2 separate regions of the Sus scrofa genome follow, and region 1 is linked to region 2. A link is a contact called in public Hi-C data. All regions are on one chromosome and are shown on one strand. The core of a region is the stretch at or near the end of the contact, and the rest is flanking DNA. Distances in the headings are between cores, read along the strand shown.

What was found. Hi-C and Micro-C count contacts between places; a contact is called where the count stands out from the background.
Region 1: a contact with region 2 is called in a Hi-C map of embryonic fibroblasts, with 2.1 times the contacts expected there. The contact joins the promoter of TRIM9 here to the promoter of PYGL in region 2. A contact is called at or near these places in 1 of 5 promoter capture datasets (liver), 9 of 47 Hi-C or Micro-C datasets (brain, embryonic fibroblasts, epiblast stem cells and 4 more) and 1 of 2 datasets of contacts at active chromatin or transcription factors (skeletal muscle).

Annotation. Positions count from the first base shown.
Region 1 is chr1:180,828,940-180,833,405 of Sscrofa11.1, forward strand. It overlaps TRIM9 (E3 ubiquitin-protein ligase TRIM9), which reads right to left and starts at 1,616. Exons shown (of 13, transcript XM_013993398.2): 1 at 299-1,616. The coding sequence starts at 1,120.
Region 2 is chr1:180,702,326-180,706,633 of Sscrofa11.1, forward strand. PYGL (glycogen phosphorylase L) reads right to left here and starts at 1,799. Exons shown (of 21, transcript NM_001123172.1): 1 at 1,557-1,799. The coding sequence starts at 1,799.

The DNA.
Region 1 (4,466 bases), core at 366-2,865, 130 kb after region 2:
GTGGCGGCCTAGAGCTGCCGGTCAGCTCCGGGAGTGGGCGACCTGCACCCGGCTCGCAGGCAGCGCGCCCCGGGAGACCCGCTCTACGCACCCCCGAAACAAGTCTCTAGAGAGGTTCCACTCCCCTGTGCGCCGTGTAAGGTCCCTCTGCGCCTCCTGCAATGCGCAAGGCAGGGGAAGCAGGTATTTGAGGCACCTGCATTGCGCCCCCGCTGGTATGCACTGTGCGCCAAAGGACAGTGCGAAACCAGAAGATCAGAGGTGCGGGGAGTTAGGGATGGGTTTTCTTAGGACTCACCTTGTGCAGTTTCCACATGGCCCCCAATGCCTTGACTTCGTGGCTGGAGTGCTTGCCTTCCTCTAAGCACTGGTAGCACACGGGCATCTTGCACTGCACGCAGTACATGCTGTGGTTCTCCAGCTCGTGGTCTGTACAGGTGGAGACCTTTCGCGGGCTCAGCCGCCGGCTCACCCGGCCTTGGGCCGGGGGCACCAGGCGGTGCTTGGCTAGGGGCCCCCGGGGTGGGTGGCAGCGCAGGCGGCACGGATCACAGTAGAAGACATCGCACTGTTCGCACATGACGGTGGCCTCCTTGGGCGCCTTCTCGCAGAGCTGGCACTTAAGGGCCGCCGCTTTGCTCTGCTGGTAGCGGTCAATTACCCCTTCCAGGACGCGGTTCTTGGGAAAGCCGCGGAGTCCCCGGTCATCCAGGATGAGGCTGCGGTGGCACTGGGGGCAGGTGATACAGGAGTTGCGGGGCACCGGGGCCAAGGCCGGTGACAGGTGGGTGGCCGGTGGCGGCATAGCTGGGGGAAACACTCGAACGCCGTTGGGGGACTTCTGGCACGGGGTAGTGGGGGCGCTGGCGAAACCCCCGTAGGAGCCATAGCCGCTGTCCGCCTCGCTGTACAGGCTCATCTTGTCCAGGTCTAGATAGTCATAGTCGGAGACCCCGGAGCCCGAGGCCCGTCGGCTTTGAGGGGACTCCGACTCCGGGGTCTGCACCAGGATGTTGCGGGCGCACGCCTGACATATATTGTGAGAGCAGGGCAGTATGATGGGCTCCCGGTAGAAGGAGCCACACACGGGGCATTTTAATTCTTCTTCCATCTCTTCCATGGGGACTGGGCTGGGAGCGAAGCAGCGGCGGCTGCAACCGGCGCCTGAGCTGACGAGTGGCCGACGGGCCTGTCTTGTCCAGCACCTTGGCCAGCAGCGGCGGCTGTGGCAGTGGCGCCTTTCCGTGTCGCCTAGGCGCCGACTCCTGGTGAGGCGCTCTCTCTGTGAGCCACAGAACAGCAGCGGCGCGCGCCAACCTGGGGCCGCCCCCTCCTATCCTCCTAGTCCCGCCCCAGCTTATAAACAGCGGCCTATTGGACGGCGGGCGAGAGAGCAAAGTTCTCATTGGCCACAAGGCCCGTCCTTCTCTCTCCTCCGCAGGCCACAGGGGGTTTGGTGGAGGACTCTGAGGATGTGGGGAATCTTCGCTCCCGGCTTCAAGATCTCGGGAGGGGGCCGGCGCGCGGAGGCGAGGGGACCGGGAAAGAGGAATTAGGCGGGATGACTCATCCCTCGCCTCGCTTCCTTCCGACCTCCGGCGCAGTCACCCGAGAGCGGGGCGTGAGAAACCCCTCCCCGCAGCGAGGGGGCTGGCGGAGGGGCTGGTGCTTGCCGCTAGCGTCTGCGTTTGGTTTGTTTGGTTTGCAGCTCTGGTCTCCGCGCCGACCTCCCCTCGGTTGGCACTGCGCCTCGCAGGGGACCCTCCTTTTTCCGCTGCTGGCACCGCCTCACCCAGGCCTAGGTTTCTGTACTGCAGCCGGGCGTTTCTCCCCCTCAGGAATCCGAGAAAGCCCGCCCCTGGCGCTGCCGCATCCCGTAGTCTGACGGCGCCGGCCGCGAGCCCCTGAGGGAGTCTCTTCGCTTCTTTCACCCTGTTTTTTTGCTGTCTCAAAGGTGATTTATAATATCGACTACCTAATGTTGCCATGAGATTTAAACTAGGTCATGGGTGTAAAGGTTTGGTATATTAGTTAAAAGCTTTGCCCCCTTCATTTCACGCTTTCAATTCAGGCTCGGCCCTTGAGGCTGCTTACTGTTTGGTGTGAACGTTTCTAGGTCCCCTGCCCCCTCTCAGTTACAACCACTCCCCACCCCCCGCAGCGCCCAAATCTCAGGCAGTGCCTGGCTGAGCTTTCACAAGGCCAGCAGAACCTTTGGTTCAACTGAGGCAGAAATGGGTTGCCTGAGTGCCTATAGTTTAGAAAACTAGTTCTGGACACGAAACGTTGTGTCACTGTGAAGTCTCATGTGTCTCCAAATAGACTTATTCAATGTTATGTGGCCCGAGCATCTACCACAGCTTCCAGGATGATGGTTTCTTTCCATTTCTTCAGGGAAAGTGTGTGGCGATGATGGTGATGGGGGGGGGACTAGTTCTAGTGTTAGTCTTCATATACTAAGCATGCTTCTCCCTCTCCCCAAACATTGCTGCCCCTTGCCGGTGGAACTGATTGGGTTTTTTTGTTTCGTTTCGTTTTTGTAATGAGATGTATTTATTTTGGTTTTCAATCATTAAAGTATTTTTCTAGTTCTTGAAGATGTGTCTAATTTATCCAACAAACATACACAGTAATAACATAATGGCAACAAGAAAATTGCTTTCAGGAAGCCAGATTAGGAAAAGGGGGCCAGAATGAGAAATCAGAATTTAGAGTCCTCTAATTTTTTCTTTTAAAAAGTTTAAAGACTAGTACAATGAACACCCATATTGACACTCTTCACCTGGGTTCCACTAGTCGTTAAATATGTTATAAATACCATGTTTGCTTTATCACTAATATCTTCCTCAGGCTCAACAGATCCCAGTGTTGTCTGAGACTTTTTTTTTTAAGGGCTGCACACCCAGCACCTGGAAGTTCCCAGGCTAGGGATCAAATCCCAGCAGCACCTGCGACCTACACTACAGCTCAAGGCAACTCAGAATCCTTAACCCATTTGATCCTTAACCTCATGGATACTAGTCGGATTCATTTCCACTGCACCACAAAGGGAACTCCGGGGATCTTTTTGATCTTTTAAACAGCTTCATCACAATGTCCTGTCTGGACATTGCCCTGTGAAACTGTATAGCATATTATTCTCCTATCACCAGAGCTGTTGGTCTGGTATTCTCAAAGGTACTGCAGATCTGAGTGGGCTACCTGCTGTTACAACTTGGAAATGGGCCCTTTTATGGTCTAAGAAAATCACCAGAACTCAACATTAATTGAATTGGTCATTAACTTTTGTCAGATAGCCTGCAGAACTGTTGATTTGATGATGCGGGACAAAAAAAAAAAAAAAAAAAAAAAACAAAAAATCCACTCCCTCCCCCAAATTTTTAAGCGACATAGTGATACTCTGAGATAGTAACTTATTTGAAGGAGTACATGGCTGCCTTTTGCTAAACGATTCATGAAGTAAATGACAAAAATTCCTTTCAAGATCTAAGAAATCTTCCAATTTTCAGTCTTCCAAAAAAGAGATAACTTGATTATGTGCAGCTCATTGAAACGACTTTACTGCACAGAAAAAAAAAGCCAACAGCAACAAAAAATGCAGACTTTTTTAATCCTGCCCTTAGAGAAATAGTCCAATAAACTAGGTTATCTTTCCAACACCTTCTTCAGTTGCAATAAAAACAGCATGTGATCATTGTTTAGGGAAAAAAAGTTCTCATTGTTATTTAAAGTTATGCTAATCCCAAATGCTATGTGATTTATTTTTAACCTAGCTTTTAACTAGTTTTGAATATCCAAAGACATATAAGTACTGTTTACAGATACTGAACTTATTCATGTGAGTGGAACATTATCAATATCTACAGGATACATCTAATTTATAGATCTCAAGAGAATTTGCTAATAAAAGTAATTAATTTTAATAAATTGTTAGGAAGGAGTGTCAGTACCACTCATAATTTACAATCCTTTAAATGACTTTTATATGCATTTGGCCAGCTGTAGTAGCCTTGGGCCAGTGCTTTGGACATTTCAAGGTGAGCAGCTGTTACTCTTTATTTTTTGGCTACATGTCCAGGGCATATAGAAGTTCCCAGGCCAGGGATCTAACCGGTGACACAGGAGTAACCCAAGCCAGGAACTCCAGAGCAGCTGTTAGTCTTTTATGAGTTTGAGCTTTGCTTATTACAGTATATCAACTGCTATGGATTGAATGTGTGTCTCCAAAATTCCTATCTTGAAATCTTAACACCCAAGGTGATGGTATTAGGAGGTATGGTCCTTGGAAAAACTTTCGTGAATGGAATTAGCGCCCTTATAAAAGTGGCCCAATAAAGCTCCCTTGCCCCCTCCCATTATAGGAAATTACCATGAGAAGACCACCATTGTAAGGAAGCAGACCCTTACCAGATAACAATTTTGCCGATACCTTAATTTTGTACTTCCCAGCTTCCAGAGCTGTGACA
Region 2 (4,308 bases), core at 549-3,048:
GATCTTTAACCCACTGAGCAACACCAAGGATAGAACCGGTATCCTCATGGATCCTAGTTAGGTTCGTTACCGCTGAGCCACAAAAAATAACTTTTGATGTAAGGTGCGGTCCCCTCCATCCAAATAAAAAATACAGTAAATATATGTATACATAAAGTGTTTTCTAAGGATGTCTTCTAGCAGTTGCTACCTTTGGGTAGAGGCCTCTGGGGTGAGGAAGTTACTTTCCATTTGAAAGCTTTGTTACAGCTGCAGTTTCTACTTTGAGAACTTTCTTTTGCTCAGAGGTTCTTTGAGCACTGGGAACATGAACTATTCTTTTTCATGCTTTAGATATTAAAAAAAAAAAAAGCCAATAAACGTTTACATATATTTCCGACTGCCTCTAGGATCTACCCCATCTTTCACGGTTTTCAATACACCTCCAACCAGCGTTTCCAGTTTCCTCTCCCAAGACTCACACCCACCCTCACTGCAGCTGCCAGCGCTGCTCTCTCACCCTGTCTCTGCACAACACAATCCCTCTGGTTGCCAAGTCCTCTTCAATTTTCCCCTTCCCAGATCGGCCAGGTAGAGTGTTCCTCCGTGATGAGGCAGCGTCCACTCCAGCCCCTGCGCAGTGGGTAGGGGTGGTCTGTGAACAGCCTGTTACAGCAAGTCTGTAGCCTGGCCCTGCACCTCCACCCCGCAGGACTCAAGTCAGTCCAGGAGGTAGTTCTTCTGTGGCGCAGCGGGATATGGCGTTGTCACTGCATTGGCTTGGTCGCTGCTGTGGTGCCACCGAATGAATCCCTGGCCTGGGAACTTTCACATGCCGAGTGAGGCGGTCAAACAAGCAAACAAACAAAACAAAAAACAACAACAAAAGGGCTGCCAAGTCCTCCACGCCCGACTCCCAGGAACTGGGGAAAGCAGGGGAGGGGTGGGGACAGAGCTCTGATGGGGGAGAACTCTATCCTCCCTCTCCACCACACCCAGGCAGTGCCTACAGCAGGCCACCTAGTCCTCAAAGCACCTTCCTCCAACTCTGGCCCACCTGCCCCCTCAGCTCCTACTGCCCTTTGACGATCTTTGCATTCGTCTCTCCTCCCTAAACATTGAGCTTCCCCGAGGCAAGGCATTAACCGCTTTGTTCAGGGCCTACTATCTGGGGCCTGTGCCTGGCACCCAGGAGACGCCAGCTACCTCTGGATTAAAACCTTAAGAGTAGATGCACCAAAAAAGTTAATGAATTTAAGCAGAGAGGCGAGGGAGGCCTAGCCATCTACTCGGGACGGTCCCTGGGGGCGGGCAGAGCTGTGGTTTGGGTGAGATGACGCTCGGGGTGGGGTGTTAGCGGAGTGCCGGATCTGTCCCCCGGGCTGCCCAGCCGCCGCCCAGACACTGCCCTGGACTTCCCGGGCAGCGAGAGCCGGGTTAGGAGAGGTCACAGCGAGGGCTCCTCCCAACGGCCCCGGACGCCGCCAGGACAGCCGGCTGCTGGAGTGCGCGGCCCCGGAAGGGTGCGACCGGTGCATGGGCGGCAAGGAAACCACCGCGCGGCGCCGGGCTCGTACCTTGGGGCACTTCTCATAGTAGTACTGCTGCGTGCGGATCCAGCGCCCCACCAGGTGGTCGCGCACTGTGTGCGCCAGCGCGAAGAAGTAGTCGCGAGGGGTGGCCACATTACGGTCCTTGACCAGTGTGAAATGCAGGTGTCGGTTGAAGCCCTTCTTCAGCTCGGCCACGTTCTCCACGCCCACGATGCCGCGGATGCTGATCTGCCGCCGCTTCTCCTGGTCTGTCAGGGGCTTGGCCATGGCGGCGGGCAGCGCAGCCAGCGGGACGCGCTTCCCAAGGCGCCGGGTGGCAGGACAGGGGCGGAGCCTCTTCGCGCCGCAGGCCGCTTTTGAGTCTCAGGAAAGTTTGGGGTCTGCCCCTCCGCACGGCGCCGCCCGGGTTCCAGCTCCCACGACTGTCCGGCGCAGCGGAGGGAGGGCCGGCCCCTCCCGGGGCTCTGGGCGGAGCTGGGCGGTAGCTGAGGTCTGAGGGCGAGCGTGCTCAGCCTTCCTGCCTGGCTGGTGGCCAGGAGGGGCTGAACCCTCTTGGCGGCAGAAGGTGGGACCTTGGGTGACGCACAAGAGTGCGAGGCTCCCTTCCGGATCTGTGGATTATGTGTCTGTTGGGGCGATGCGGGGGAGCGGGTGGATGGGACATTGGTTCTGTCTCCTCACTCTAAAGTCTTGGGTACTAGAAGTATGTCAGTGTGTGAAAGCGTGGTAAGCAGATAAGGTAGGGAGCCCCTGGAGAAAGAGAACCAGGCACGGCTTTCTTGAAATAAAAGAAGGCATTTTTGGCCTAAGCCCCTTTGTGATGTAAGCTGCTAAGCCCTTGCATAGGTCTCAGTAACTATGGATAGTAAGGAAAATAAGAGAATGCAGGAACAAATGAAAAGCGGTCAAGAAACAGGAGGTCAGCAATAAAACCGTCCAGTTCCAGATATATTGACAATCCCATACCCTTTATGTTCTGCAGGAACTAAGGCCCCCATCCAGGTGGGGGATGGCATGATGACGCTGACCCTCCAGACTTTACTCAACTAAAGCTTGGACTCTGTTTACATTTACCCCATTTCTTTCCTGAGTTCTCAGCCCAAGCCCCTTCCTGATATGCATGTACCCATAGCTTAAAAATTCCCCTATTTTGGAGTTCCCTTCATGGTGCAGCGGAAACAAATCCGACTAGGAACCATGAGGTTGTGGGTTTGATCCCTGGCCTTGCTCAGTGGGTTGAGGATCCAGCGTTGCCATGAGCCATGGTGTAGGTCGCAAACTCGGCTTGGATCCTGCCTTGCTGTGGCTGTGGCTGTGGCGTAGGCCTGCGGCTACAGCTCCGACTGGACACCTAGCTTGGGAACCTCCATATGCTGTGGGTGCGGCCCTAAAAAGACAAAAAAAAAAAAAAAAAAAAAAATTCCCCCATTTTGCCATTGGGAGAGATACTGCTTGGGAAAGATCCCTGGTATTCTGTTTACTTGTTTCCTTATCTGCATATTTGGCTTGGCTGTGTCTTTTGGCTGACACCCACCAAGAGGCAAACCCCATTCGGGTAACAACGTGTTGCTGGCAAACTTTTGTTTTACAGAGATTTATTTGCTATGTTGTTATTATTGCTGTTATTTCCCACCTGGAGTGGGTTCTACCACAAGCTTCAGCAGGGATGGGGGTGGGGGAGTGTCTGCACTCTTATTTCAGTTGTTGAATGTCCCTCTAAGTCCTTGGCGCCCCTCCCATCTTGGATCCTGGACCTCAGAAAGGAACCCCAGGGTGCCCTTTGCTTTCAGTTCAGGTTTTGAGGACTCAGGAATTTGGGGTTATTGACTCTTAGACCCAGGCTTGCCTTGTCAAAATACCCTACTGTTCAGCTGCAGAGACAGGTTAATGAGAATCAGAAGTCCTGAGTTGGACCTTCAGGCTGGTTAAGTGGCAGGGGCTTTTACCTTAGGCCTCTTGTTTGAATTATGTTTTAGCTGAACAGGGGGGGGGGGGAGGAGAAAAGAGAAAGATGTGTGCCTATAAAATGAAGGGATAACTAACTGAGCTGTTTGCCTTGTTTACATAAAACAAAGCAGCCTGTGTTACTGGGCAGTACAGGCTGATCTTTGCACTGTTCACCTCCAACTTTGTTGTATTTATTTGGGTGTGTATGTGTGTTTAACTTTGGCAAGGGCAAACACATGGTATTGTAGGATATCAGAAGCCTCTTCTAAAAAGTGGTATTAAGCTATCATTTTAGAAACAGTCCATTGCCAGTTATACAACATGCAATACCTGCAATACTAATGACCTGCATGGGAAAGCATTTAGGAGACATGAGGATGAGGATTGGCCATCTGGATGAGGCCAGTGAGGATGACACGAGGATGAGGATTGGCCATCTTAAATTAAAATTGAGAGTGGAGGAGTTCCCATTGTGGTGCCGCAGTAGAAACGAATCCAACTAGTATCGTGAGGTTTCAGGTTCGATCACCGGCCTTGCTCAATGGGTTAAGGATCCGGTGTTGCCCCAAGTTGTGGTGTAGGTCGCAGATGTGGTTTGGATCCTGCATTGTTGTGCCTGTGATGCAAGCTGGCAGCTGCAGCTCCAATTCAACCTCTAGCCTGGGAACCTCCAAATGCTATGAGTGTGGCCCTAAAAAGCAAGAGGAAAAAAAAAAAAGTAAGAGTGGAGGAGTTCTCTTGTGGCACAATGGGTTAAGAATCTAGTGCTGTCATGAGTTTGATCCCTGGCCTGGGAACTTACACCTGGGTGCAGCCAAAACAAACAAAC